Regions from separate parts of the Sus scrofa genome. Here region 2 is linked to region 1. Evidence: chromatin contacts called from public Hi-C data. All regions are on one chromosome and are shown on one strand. The core of a region is the stretch at or near the end of the contact, and the rest is flanking DNA. Distances in the headings are between cores, read along the strand shown.

Region 1 (6,107 bases), core at 2,508-5,007:
ATTTTCTTGCTCTCCACATCATCCTCTGCTGGGTCTCGTTCAAGCGCTCGTTTCTGACTCCGTGTTCGGCATGCTTCTTCAGTCATTCTGAACTTTAGGGGAAGGAGAAAATGTGACATTTAAACTTGGTACAAGAAAGTTGCTACTTTCTTACAAACTTTTCATAGTGTCAACTTAGAGTGTTTTCCTCCCCATGTGACAATGACAGAAGTAGGCACCACAAATGAAGGGCTCCCCCCAAACACTCCCAGAACATTTCCTCACTGCCTTGGGGAAAGCTAGGAAAGGAACACACAGCAACTGGCAAGCCAAGTTATGCACTGCCCTGCCTGGAGCCAGAGACCTCTGCAGGGATCTATACAGGAACTAGATGCTTATCAAAAAGACTGGGGAAATTCCTGCTCCAAACTCAAGAGCAAACAGAAGAAAACGGTTCTAGATGAACTCCCTGCCAATGGCATCCTGGGTACCTACACTGGATTGGCGGTATCTGGGATCCAGGAAACAGGGACCACACTGTTCCTGGAGCAGAGTCACAGCCCGGATCCAGCCCTGCACTGTGCTGATATAGTTTGACCCTTCTCCCCTTCATTGAAGAGAGGCCTTCTCATTCCCTGCTCACCTTGGGGGGGGGGGGGGGAGGAGAACAGGGCCACATTTAACCCCTTGACTGCCGAGGAGGTAAACTCTGAATGGAGTGAGGACTGGCCCATCACTATGCCAGTACCCTGTACCTGCAGCATATACATATCTTAATTTAAAGAAGAAAGAAAAGACGAAAAGAAAAAAAAAAAAAAAAAAAAAAAAAAAAAGCTGAGTCAGTTTTTGATCCCATGACATCACTGGGCTCCACATGACCCTTCCCAGGATTCAGTCTGAGAGACAAAGCACTTTCCAGAAAACCGGTCTGAACCGGTTCCAGACAACAAGCTGAAGTGTTGTTAACCCTCACGGAGACAGGAGGGAAGACTGCAGTGTTGTCTGTCTGCAGAGAGACTGCTGGCATTCTACAACGGAGTCTGGTACACAGGTACTCCCTCTTAAAGGGGCCGCTCAGAGCCCAGCCTTGATGTCCCAACGGGACAGGACATGTGAAGCCAGACTTCAACAGTCAGGGTCTAAAAAGCCATGAGCATTCATCAGAGGACAAAAAGAGAATTTAGCTGCCAGGCTCCTGAAGTCCCTGGGTACCAGTTCTCCATAGTACAATCTGCCCACATCTACCAACATGAGGTCCAGGGAGGAGTACACTATTTGAGCCCCTCAGAATCCCAATTCACACCCATAGCGTGCCTATACTGAAGACCTCTCAGCTCTGTGTCTAAGCAGGCAGAGCAGCCTCCCCAGTAAATACCCTAGGGAGCCTGTCTTGGGAAGGATCAGGCAGACCAGTCTCAGAGCCCGCTTTCTGGGAGACTGTGGAGAACACAGAGTAATGAAAGGTCCACTTCACCATATGTGGGACACACTCCCGAGATGACTCATTTGCAACCTTCTTAAAGGAACCAATTTCACAAATGAGCAACAGTGCAGGGCCCTTGCCTTGGACTCAGACCAAAAGGACAGAAAGTGACAGCTGATTCCTGCTACTGGCATAGAAGGCAGAGTGGCTGTCTGACACGTTAGGCCAACATGGCCCAGCCTGGGCACTCAGACATCTGCTCGTATGGGGTCCAAAAGAGTTGAATCAAACAGGTTTTCCCATAGCCATGCCACTCCCCAGGGTGCTCACCATTCCAGGCAAGACTTGAGAACTTTAAAGCTCAAAGGCACAGGATACCAACTTGGCCTCCATCTGCCCCCTCTCCTGTACCACACCTCAGCCCTCAGCCATCCCTCTATCCCTCTGCTCTCACCAAGATCTCCCCAGCCCCAGCCCCACCCCATGCACTACAGTTCTCATCTGGGTCTCCTTGTTGCCTCAGAAGGAAGCAAGGGATGCTCCCATGCCCTTCTTAGACTAAAGTTCTAGTTTCTGGAGTTCCCGTCGTGGTGCAGTGGTTAACGAATCCGACTAGGAACCATGAGGTTTCGGGTTCGATCCCTGGCCTTGCTCAGTGGGTTAAGGATCTGGCGTTGCCATGAGCTGTGGTGTATGTAGGTTGCAGAAGAGGCTCGGATCCCGTGTTGCTGGGGCTCTGGCATAAGCCGGTGGCTGCAGCTCTGATTCGACCCCTAGCCTGGGAACCTCCATATGCCGCAGGAGCGGCCCTAGAAGAGACAAAAAGACAAAAATACATAAAGTTCTAGTTTCTGTCCTTCTCCAACATGCCTTTACCACAAATGCTATCAGCCTGCTTACTGAGTCCATCTGTCCTGTCTCCTCATGAGCTACAGGCCAAGTCACTGCCCTGAATGCCGATCGCCCTCCCCTCCTCTCCCTCACTGTGGGAGGGTGGATCACTTTTCCTTTGGGCACTGCCTGAACAACAGGAGCGCCTCGAATGTTGGGGGAATTGAATGCAGTGATTTCAGCGGCCACAGTGGATTGTAGGTACCTGCAGTGGATTGTAGGTACCTGCATTCCCAGGATCAAGGAGTCAATTGGGAATAAAAGACAAGAGGAGATCAGGACCTCTGGCAAGGAGGAACTCCACTGGAGTCAGTGGAAATTCTGCCCCTAAGGGAGAACCTCCCAGTCTGGCCTGGTGAGGCAGGGAGTCTGAGGTGAATAGGGAGAATGCATCCTCCCCAATACTGCACTCAGACTTCCCCTCAATGCTTTCCCATTCCACCTCTGCTCCAGCCAGGCAGGCCCCACACCCCCAGAGCCAGCACGGCCCCCAGCCTTGTAAGCCCAGACTCACTGAACCCCAGACTGCATTAAGTCATCCCTTCCTCCCAACTGCCCACATGGATAACAGGGGGCTGACAAGGAGGTCTCTGCACATCAGGTCATCAGACCAGTGAGTCAGTGCCCAAGTGACCTCACTTCATCGTCACTGGTGTAGGACAAGCAGATCATAAGGGGCGAGAGTGGAGCCTCATATCCACAGGGCTATTCCCTCCAGCCCCAGCTGCCACTATAGGCCACAGGGGCACTCTGGTTCTGATCTGGGTCCCCACCAGAAGACCTAGGAGACAGCCTGCTGGTGCTGTGTGCACTGTTAGAGCAGCTCACTCTGAAGCTGAGGGGCTGGAACTCCGCCAACCCCAGGCACGCCCAGTGCCTCTGGCAGGCGGGCTGCTGCGGTGGGGGTAGCTGCTGCACCCCTCCCCCACCACACGAAGGACAAGCACAGCTGGAGGGGGCGGGGCCAGCTGTGGGGGGAAGGCGCCTCCTTGGGTGAAGCCTCCTCCAAGAGAAGGCAGTTGCCTCAGTGCCCACATGGGGCCTGCCACTGGCCAATCCCTGGCACCGCCAGGCGATTCCTCCTGGGAAGGGCAGGTGTTGGTAAGGAGTGGCTCCTCCCTTCTCTCAGCAGGAAGGACTAGTGCCCCAACCAAGCATGTTAGGGCTGTCTGCCACCGCCCTGCAGGCAAAGAGGGCAGGGACAGGGAAAAAAAGCTGTCAGGAAGAAACTAGCCTTGAGGAATGAACTATGACCCAGGAATGAAGCAAAAGTGACAATTTCTGCAAAAAGCATTGAGGAGGTGCATTTGAATACTTTCTAAAGAGCAAGTGAAGAGCTTGGATTATCCCAACTAGCAAATTAGGATCTGCTTCAAAACTGCTGGCAAGTGAGGGGAGAAAAATGAAGGGATAGCAGCAGCAACAGCCTAAGTTCCACCAGAGGCCCAAGGAGGAACTGCTGGCTCAGAGAGAGCAGCACCCCCTCAACAAGGCAGGATCTCTAGACGGCTACTGAGTGCAGGGACAGACTCTGTCCTGACAGCACCAAGCCCACTGTAAAAATGCAAAGATGCAGCCAGCAGGGCTGTAAAGCCGCCAGAGGCACAGGCTGCTTATATGGGAAGCAAGGTTAGATCCCAGGTGGCCTCAGACCCTCCTTCTCACTCTCTCCAAATGCAACGTGGCTAGGGAGGCAGGATGAAGCCCGAGTCTTCCTCAGGCCTGAGAACGTAGGGTTCACAAGCACACAGCCCAGACCAATCCCAGGATGATGGGGTTACCAAGTCCCAGGCAGAATGCTATCACAGTGCTTTCGGTCAGATGTAAATTTCAATTGCTTCTACCAAAACATGCTTTATTTTAGTAAAGATGTCACTTTCTAACTGGCCTGAGAACCTCAGGTCAGAAAATCTGTTCTGGAGTTCCCGTCGTGGCGCAGTGGTTAACGAATCCGACTAGGAACCATGAGGTTGAGGGTTGGTCCCTGCCCTTGCTCAGTGGGTTAACGATCCGGCGTTGCCGTGAGCTGTGGTGTAGGTTGCAGATGTGGCTCGGATCCCGCGTTGCTGTGGTTCTGGCGTAGGCTGGTGGCTATGGCTCCAATTAGACCCCTAGCCTGGGAATCTCCATATGCCGCGGAAGTGGCCCAAGAAATAGCAAAAAAAAAAAGAAAGAAAATCTGTTCTAAAACAACTCCAAAAGGGTGAACTACGCTGTGGTATGAACCAATCTTTTTAAAACAGGACCTGGGAGGCCAATACTCCCCACACAGGCCAGGTAAATCATCTCTTGATGATTCAAAGGAGAGAGAGAGAAACTAGGTATAAGTCAGAGCCAAAACCCTGAGATTGCTATTAATACTCTCTGTACTAGGAAATGCCATTTATACTATACTGTTATTAACATGCCAGCAGGAACACTACTAGTAATACTCCTATTTCAGGCATGAAGAAAAAGGGGCTTAAGAATAGGTGCTTGGGAAAAATAACAGAACCAACGCTCTGAAAAGTCAACAATGAGGAGTGCTTTTTCCAGAGCCCAAAGAAGGAAGTGAGTATGAGGAGGGGTAAGAAGGAGGGCGCTGAGTGTAGAGTGACCTCAAGTGGAGCAGAGAGGGTGGCGGGGGTGTGTTGAGGGTAGGGGTGGGACCGATTTGTTGTAAAGAATCACGTGGCTGACTTGGGGACACACTGGGGTAGAGGGTAGCAGGGGGAACAGACAGGGTACTTCTGTGGCTCAGGATAGGAAGGGGATAGAGCAGAGAAGAGACATGACCAAATGCTGGGTGTATTTTAGAAGATACAGACAACGCAACATACAAACAGCTGGATGTGAGGTGAGAAAGGGTTGCTTTGATTGTTTTTGTGTGAGCAACTGGAAAAACGGAATTGACTCTCTGAGATGGGGAAGGAGCAGATCTGGGGGAAGAACGCTGGGAGTGGGAGTGGAATAGTTTGGAATGCAGAGAGGCTTTAAGAGTGTCTGCTGACAGGTAGAGGCCTATACACTGGGCAGGGTGGCATGGAATGAAGGGCCTGTGAAGCAACTAATGCAGAGTTGAGTGACAACAGGGTCCAGAAGCCAGACTCACTAACCACTGGCAGAGCTCTATCAGCCTGCAGCTAGGTGCCCACCACCAGAGTACCCCCAAAGTAGTGGCACGGCACAGAAAAGACTCCAGGCTCTGGTGGTCCCCAAGTTAGGATTGTGCCACCTCTCTGCATGGCCTCCCTGAGGCTAGGAACCTCATCTACCCTCCCCAAGACAGTGGCCTGAGGAAGCTTCCAAAGCCGAGTCCCTGACCAACATACCCTCCAGGAATCTCCCATGTTCTTGAGGGTCAAACCTAGGTACATGGGGAGAGGTAGAGGAGAGAAGAGATAAGCTGTGTTTTGTGCCTGCAATCCCTGGCTGACAGGCACACGTCTTCCCTCCCAGAACAGAGACCCCACTCTGCTCAGGCCTGGGCAACTTCCGAATGCACATTTCTTTCTTTTTTTTTTTTTTTGTCTTTTAAGGGCTGCACCCGTGACATATGGAGGTTTCCAGGCTAGGGGTCTAATCGGAGCTGTTGGCACCAGCCTACTATTCCAGAGCCACAGCAATGCCAGATCCGAGCCGCATCTGCAACCTACACCACAGCCCACAGCAATGCCGGATCCTTAACCCACTTAGCAAGGCCAGGGATCAAACCCACAACCTCACGGCTCCTAGTCGGATCCATTTCCGCTGCGCCACGACGGGAACTCCCGAATGCACTTTTTTTTTTTTTTTTTTTTGTCTTTTGTCTGTTGTTGTTGCTATTTCTTGGGCT
Region 2 (6,107 bases), core at 1,364-3,863, 57 kb after region 1:
TGGACACGAAGTGGTTACAAGTTACTCAGGTTTCAAACTGAGTTCATTCCTGTCCTTTGGACCATCTCTCAATGCCAGCATTCATCTACTTGGGCTCCAGAGAGCTCTGCGTTTGGCAAAACAGATAAAATTAGCTACTGGAGTGAACTTGGAATTCAGGGTGGGCCATTAAAAAAAAGTACACATGAGATTTGTAAAAGCCATGTAAAAACTTCCTTTGGGCCAGGCTGAAGTCACCCCAAACTTAGAAAAATGAATTCAAATCCCCTGTTCCTTGCCTCCCTTCCACTCTTCCTGGATCTAAGGTGACCCATTTCCTGCTTCTTGCCCTGCCTTTCAAACCAGAGTGGCCCACAAACAAGGATTCTCCAGAGATCAAGGGGTAAATCAACGGGCCTAGGAAGAGAAGACACAGCAGGAATACCTGAAGGAAGGGTTTTCGTCTCCTTTTTGGGGGATAAGGGGGTGGGAAAGGTGAGTTACCCTATGCAGAGGGAGGACTGAGGGATGGGACAGGAAGTAGATCTGTCCCACAACTTGAAAATGTGATAGTGGGCAGCGGAGCGGGCAGGGGCAGGGGCCGGGGTGGGGGTGGGGGGGTAGTTGTTAATGATACTCCAGCCCTGTCCCTCCTGCCTCTACAATGGCCTGACAACACTGTGGTTCCCCATGGCTCAAAAACAGAGTAATAACCAAGATTGCTATTTAGCAACAGCTCCTGCTCCCCCAAATCTAGCAGGTCTTAAATGATGAGGGAAAACAGTGTTTTCTGCCTGTCTCCTGATTTCCCTTCCAGCCACAAAATCTTCCAGGTCCCTGAGGAGGTAAGAGTTCAGAGAATACCCCTAATCTAGAGACAAAGAAGATTGGGGGGGGGGGGCATTTCTGATCCTCTCCTTCCAGAACGGAGAGAAATGGGTACAGAAATTGTGGAACCCTGAAGTTAGGACTCCAAGGAGAAATGAGGGAAGAGTTTCTCCCTTAGCGAATGGGGAGAGAAACCTCAGGAAAGGGGGAATGTCCTCAGGCAAGTAGGAGGGGAAATGCCTGGGAATGCAGGGGGACCCTTCAGAGAAGTGAAGAAATCCACTGTGTCTTCCATCAGAGAGGAGATATCTTGGAAAAGTGGAGGCATATTTCAGAGAAGTGAAGAGCTGTAGGAATGGAACATTTCGAATTAGGTGGGGAACCTCTGAAGAAGCCAGGGACTCCTCCAAACATCATGGCATCCACAGATTAGAAAGTGATCCCCAGAAAGGAAATGATTTTGGAAAAATGAGGAACATTTCCTCAGACAAATAAGGATCCAATCAGATGTATGGGCCTTGGGTGGGGGGGCTTCAGGAAAATGGAAGTATTTATCAAAAACTAAGGGGTCCCAGAGTTCCCGTGGTGGTGCGGGGGAAAAGAATCTGAAGGTACCATGAGGTTGAAGGTTCGATCCCTGGCCTCACTCAGTTGCTTAAGGATCTGGCATTGCTGTGGCTGTAGTGTAGGCCTGGAGCTGTAGCTCAGATTTGACCCCTAGCCTGGGAACCTCCATATGCCACGGATGCGGCTCTAAAAAGCAAAAAAAAAAGTAAGGGGTCCCATCCAAAGTGAGAACAGTTCAGAAAAGTGGGGAACACCTCCAAGAAGGATTCTGACAGAAGCAGGAACACTTCAGATTAGTTGGGGGACACTTGAGAAAAGGAGGGTGTCACCCAAAGAAGCGGGAACAGAAAAGCCAGGAGAGCATCGCAGAAAGGTAGGGGGCAAGGGGGACCTATGAAAAGTGAGAGACACCACAAAACATCAAGGGCAAAAAAAAACACAGAACAGTGGGACAATATCTCACAGAAGCAGGGATCTCCTCAGAGAGGTGGGGATCCCCCAGAGAATTCAGGGGGAGGGTCCCCTAGAAGCAAAGATGTCTCCTGAGAGAGGTAGGGGTCCGTCAGGGAAGCAGGGGATCGCCTATGACAGGGGGTCCCAGAAAGGCAGGAGGTCACTCGGAGAAAGCAACCCCTCGGACAAGCAGGGGTCCCCTTTAAGAAGCTGGGAGGGGGAGTCTCAGACAGCTCCGGTCCTCAGAGAAGGGGCTCCCCAGCGAAGCAGGAGGTTCCCTCAAAGAGACAGGGGATCCTCAGGGAAGGGAGGATCCTCTCAAGAGGCGGGGTCCCTCAGAGAAGCGGGTCCCCTCAGACAAGGGGGTCCACGCAATGGAAGAGGCCCCCTCGAAGAAGCGGAAGCCCCAGAGAAGCCCCGGGCACCGGAAGCCGGGGACCCGCCAGCAGCGACGCCGGCCCCTCACTCACCGAAGTTGCTCGGCGCCTCTGCGGGCGACTGCTGGGGTCCCGGGGGGCCTCGGGTGGCAGGGTCGGGTCCGGTCGGCTCAGGTCCCGTGCGGCAGCTCCCTCAGGTGGCGCCCGCGGCGGCGACGGCGGCGGCGACAAGACGACGGACGGTCGACCGACGGACTGCGCGGGCGGCGCGGGGCGCGTTCGGGCGGCGGGGGTGCGCGTGCGCGCGCCGGGGCGCTGACCCCGGGCGGGAGGAGCCGCCGCGCCGCGCTCGGAGCCGCCGCTCCGTCTCGCCGCTCAGTCTCACACTGAAATTGCCCGCTTCGCCGCCCGGCTTCCCCGGTTGCTAGGCAGATTTCGTCTCGCACACTTCCGGGTTGAGGCGCGTCTCACCGAGTGGCGGCGCCTCAGGCCAATGAGGTCCGGCTAGGGTTCCCGGGATCCGCGCCCCAGAGAGGGCGTGGCCAGCTTCATGACGGACAGCGCCTTGCGGCCAATGATCGCGCGGGCCGGCTGGCCCTCGGGATCGCGCCGGGGGCCTGGGCGGGCCTGGAGAGGCGGGATGAGATGACCGACATGTGGTCTACCAATGGGAGAGTGGATCCGGACTCAGGTCCAGTCAGGGCGCTGCGGGGGCGGGGCTTTAGCTTCAGGGTCGGAGCACCGCAAGAGGCGGGGTCTAGGGGACGCGTCAATCCGTGGCCAGCTCGCTCGGACACTGGAGGGGGGTTCCGTGGGGATGCCTGGCGGCCAACAACTGACTGGACAGGGGGTTCCCCGCAGTGCTCAGCAGGGGCGCCCCACCCACAATGCACCGGAGGCGGCCTGGGCCGGGCGGGCGTGGGGCGGTTACGGTGGGCGGGGCAGCAGGAGGCGCGCTCCGAGGACACTGGGCGAGCTGTGGCCCTGCCTTGTTCCCGAGGGGTTTCATTGCCTCTGGGTTCTTTTCAGGTTAGAGTCACGGGCTCGACCCTATTCTGAGGAGACTGTTACGGATTCTTGCCCCTAGCCTGCGTTCTGAGGGGAACCTGCAAGAATCTTAGCCCTCGCCCCTTCTGAGAAGAGTTTTAGCGATTCTTGCCCTGCCCATTTTTCTGAGGAGAGTTGCCAGGATAAGAATGATTCTGTACAGTCGGGACCCCAGCTCTCTGTTCTAAGAAAACTTCTCGAGATTAGCGCCCCTGTCCTTTACTGAGGAGAACTTGAGGGACCTCAGGACCCACTGCCTTTGCTGGAGAGTATTTGGGGAACATACCCTGCCTCTTTTGTGAGCCCTAGTGGGGGCCTTCTCCCTCTGTGATCTGAGGGGCGGTGGGGGCCGCATGTCCCTGGCCTTCATTTCTGAAGATACCTTGGGAAATTCCTAACCTGTAAGTCCCTCCTCTGACAAGGAGAAATTTGGGACTTAAAGCACACTTTCTCTCTGCAGAGAGGAATTGCAGGAGACTTGTGGTCCCTCACCCTTTTTACTCAAGAATTGCCAGGCGGTTGCGGTCCCTGCACTTTTTCAAAGCAATATTTGAGTGTTGCAGGAGTTTCTCTTTTCCTAAGAAGTGCAACCGTTTGACCCTTCTGTCCTAGAAGAGTTACCCATTTAGCCCTCTTTTTTTGGGGGGGGATTTTTTCCAAGCAGCTGTCCACTCTTCCCCAAGGGTCAAATCTGTGGCTCTTCCTAATTCTGTCCCCTGTCAGGCTCTTCAGCCCCACTTTCCTTCTCTCCTGGGTGGGGCCCTTCCAAAAAGCATTCTTGCCTGCCACCTATCCCCAGACAAAACGAAGCAGTCACCCAGACTCTGATGTCACATGAACCCATGGCCTACTTCTGTCTTCTCCCAGTTTGTCTGAACTCCTCCCCTGACTTACCCCCCAAAGAACCTAAGTTATGCCCTTTGTAAGCAATCAAATAAATGTCCATTGATTCAAAGGTGAAGAAAGCGGCAATGAGAAAGATCCACAATACTCTAAGGATTCAATATGGCAAAACTTTTATTGCCCCCACTTTCTGCACAGAAGTGTGTAAGATGCTGAGATGTCTGAATTATAGGATGGAACTTTTAAGCCAAGATGAACGCAATGAAGGGAAACAGGCCTATTAGACAAGGCAGACTGTTATACTAAAGAGACACCAGGAATATGTTGTAGGAATGTAGAGGAGGAAGTAATTAAATGAGATAATGGATGTGAAAGTGCTTTGTAAACCTTGAAGCAGGGTACCCATGTAGAAAGGATTATTGTTATTGTTACAAATGGGCTGACATTCCTGGAAGAAAAGTAAAAAGTAAATTCTGAGAGTCAGAGTGATGGGAGGTTGGCAGAGAGCCCTGTGGGGCTTGACTCCCTGAATGAGCTCAGCCTGGACCCAAATGGTAAGGCTGACTGAGTCCTTGGCTAGAGAAGAAAGTCACTGGAAACATAAAGACACCGTGTTCCCAGAGGGCCTTGTTTGCTCTTCTGCTGTAGCACTTACCATATTCTGCAAATGTCTAAGGTGATCTGGGTGGACAATAAATACTTGGACTTTGGTGGTTGGCAGAACTGGGTTCGAACCCACGCCTGCAACTCGCTAGCTAGATTACTTTCCCCAGCTATATCAGAAATGAGAACACCTGTCTCCAAAGGTTGCACTGAGGACTGTGAGCTCCTGGTACTCAGAAGATTTTTGTTTCATTCCTGTCACTAACTAGGATGCTTTCCAAGAGCAAGAATTCAGCCTTATTCATTTAAGTAATCTCTCAGTGCTTTTGTAGTTCTGAATTAAACTAGGATCAAAGAGCAGCTCATTGTCCAACCCCTTCATTTTATATATGAGAAACTGAGAGGCCCAGAGGGTAACCGTGACTTGTTCACATCTCTCTGCTACTTTATGGCTAGATCCTAAACTTGCATTTTCTTAATCTCACTTTTGGCCTCTGTGCAGAAAAAATGAGAAGGAAGGAGACCAGTGCCCTTGAATCTTTGTGCAAAGCATGTAAGGACCCAAAGTTCCCTGAACCTTATCTCTCGCTTAGGCAAGCTGTGAGAACGTTCTGGATACAGCTCTAATAGAGTCCCCAGACTCAAGAGCAAAGAATAAATAGGGGCCCTGACCAGGGTCAAGGCCACCTAAATTAACTTTATCAAAGGGAAATTGCAAATGAAGTCAGCGTATTTCAGAGCTACTCTAGGTGATTTCCAGACTGATCCCTGCAAATGTCAGGACCTATAATTACATCTCACCTTTTCCTTTAAAGAATGCACAGAATTTCTCTGATTATCTGAGAAAAGGCATTGCCTAGAGGCAGAGATGTTGGATCAGGGATGTCCGTGAAGTCCAGTACTAGGCATAAATGAGAGTCCTATTTGGCTGGAAAATTGTACCCTCAAAGAATCAAAGGCAAATCATCATTTATCAGAGAGAGGGAAATGCCCCAGCAAAATGGAAAAATGGATGACTTGAACACAGTTTCTGACATTAAAAAAAAAAAGAAGAAGAAAAGGGCATGACCCATACCATGGGCTTTCCTTTCCACAGTGGTGGCAGCGATTGCATCTCTCTGCATCAAGGCGTGTCCCTTCCTGGGTCTGGGAAATCATGTGGGCAAACTGGCTAAGTGACATTCACATCCAAATAGGGATATGGGAACTGAGCCAGGTAAATGCACAGGCAGCAAGGAAGGCAGGGCCTCAACGGTAGTTAGAAAAATGAGGATCTGGTAGGTGCCAGCCTGCAGAGACATTCTCTTGGTTTTGTGGCCTTGGACAAGGAAGAGTGTTCACTGACAATGAAAAATGACAGCTGGTTAATACCGGTGAAAAGGGTACTAAGCACAAATATGAAAGCCCTCT

The links. A called contact is a pair of places that touch in the nucleus more often than the background predicts.
Region 2: a Hi-C map of skeletal muscle shows a contact between it and region 1, with 2.0 times the contacts expected there. The contact joins the promoter of GATAD2A here to the enhancer-like site in region 1. A contact is called at or near these places in 5 of 47 Hi-C or Micro-C datasets (embryonic fibroblasts, epiblast stem cells, fetal heart ventricle and 1 more) and 2 of 2 datasets of contacts at active chromatin or transcription factors (alveolar macrophages and skeletal muscle).

What each region holds. Positions count from the first base shown.
Region 1 is chr2:58,457,039-58,463,145 of Sscrofa11.1, forward strand. GATAD2A (transcriptional repressor p66-alpha) reads right to left here. Exons shown (of 13, transcript XM_021083423.1): 3 at 1-92. Among named protein-coding and RNA genes, the nearest start is that of TSSK6, 49 kb to the left of the region's middle. Within about 2 kb of position 3,758, at least 51 of the 83 cell types and tissues checked have an H3K27ac peak or open chromatin away from gene starts, as enhancers often do. A contact at or near this core is called in alveolar macrophages, embryonic fibroblasts and skeletal muscle, where this site is marked.
Region 2 is chr2:58,514,695-58,520,801 of Sscrofa11.1, forward strand. It overlaps GATAD2A (transcriptional repressor p66-alpha), which reads right to left and starts at 2,614. Exons shown (of 13, transcript XM_021083423.1): 1 at 2,298-2,614.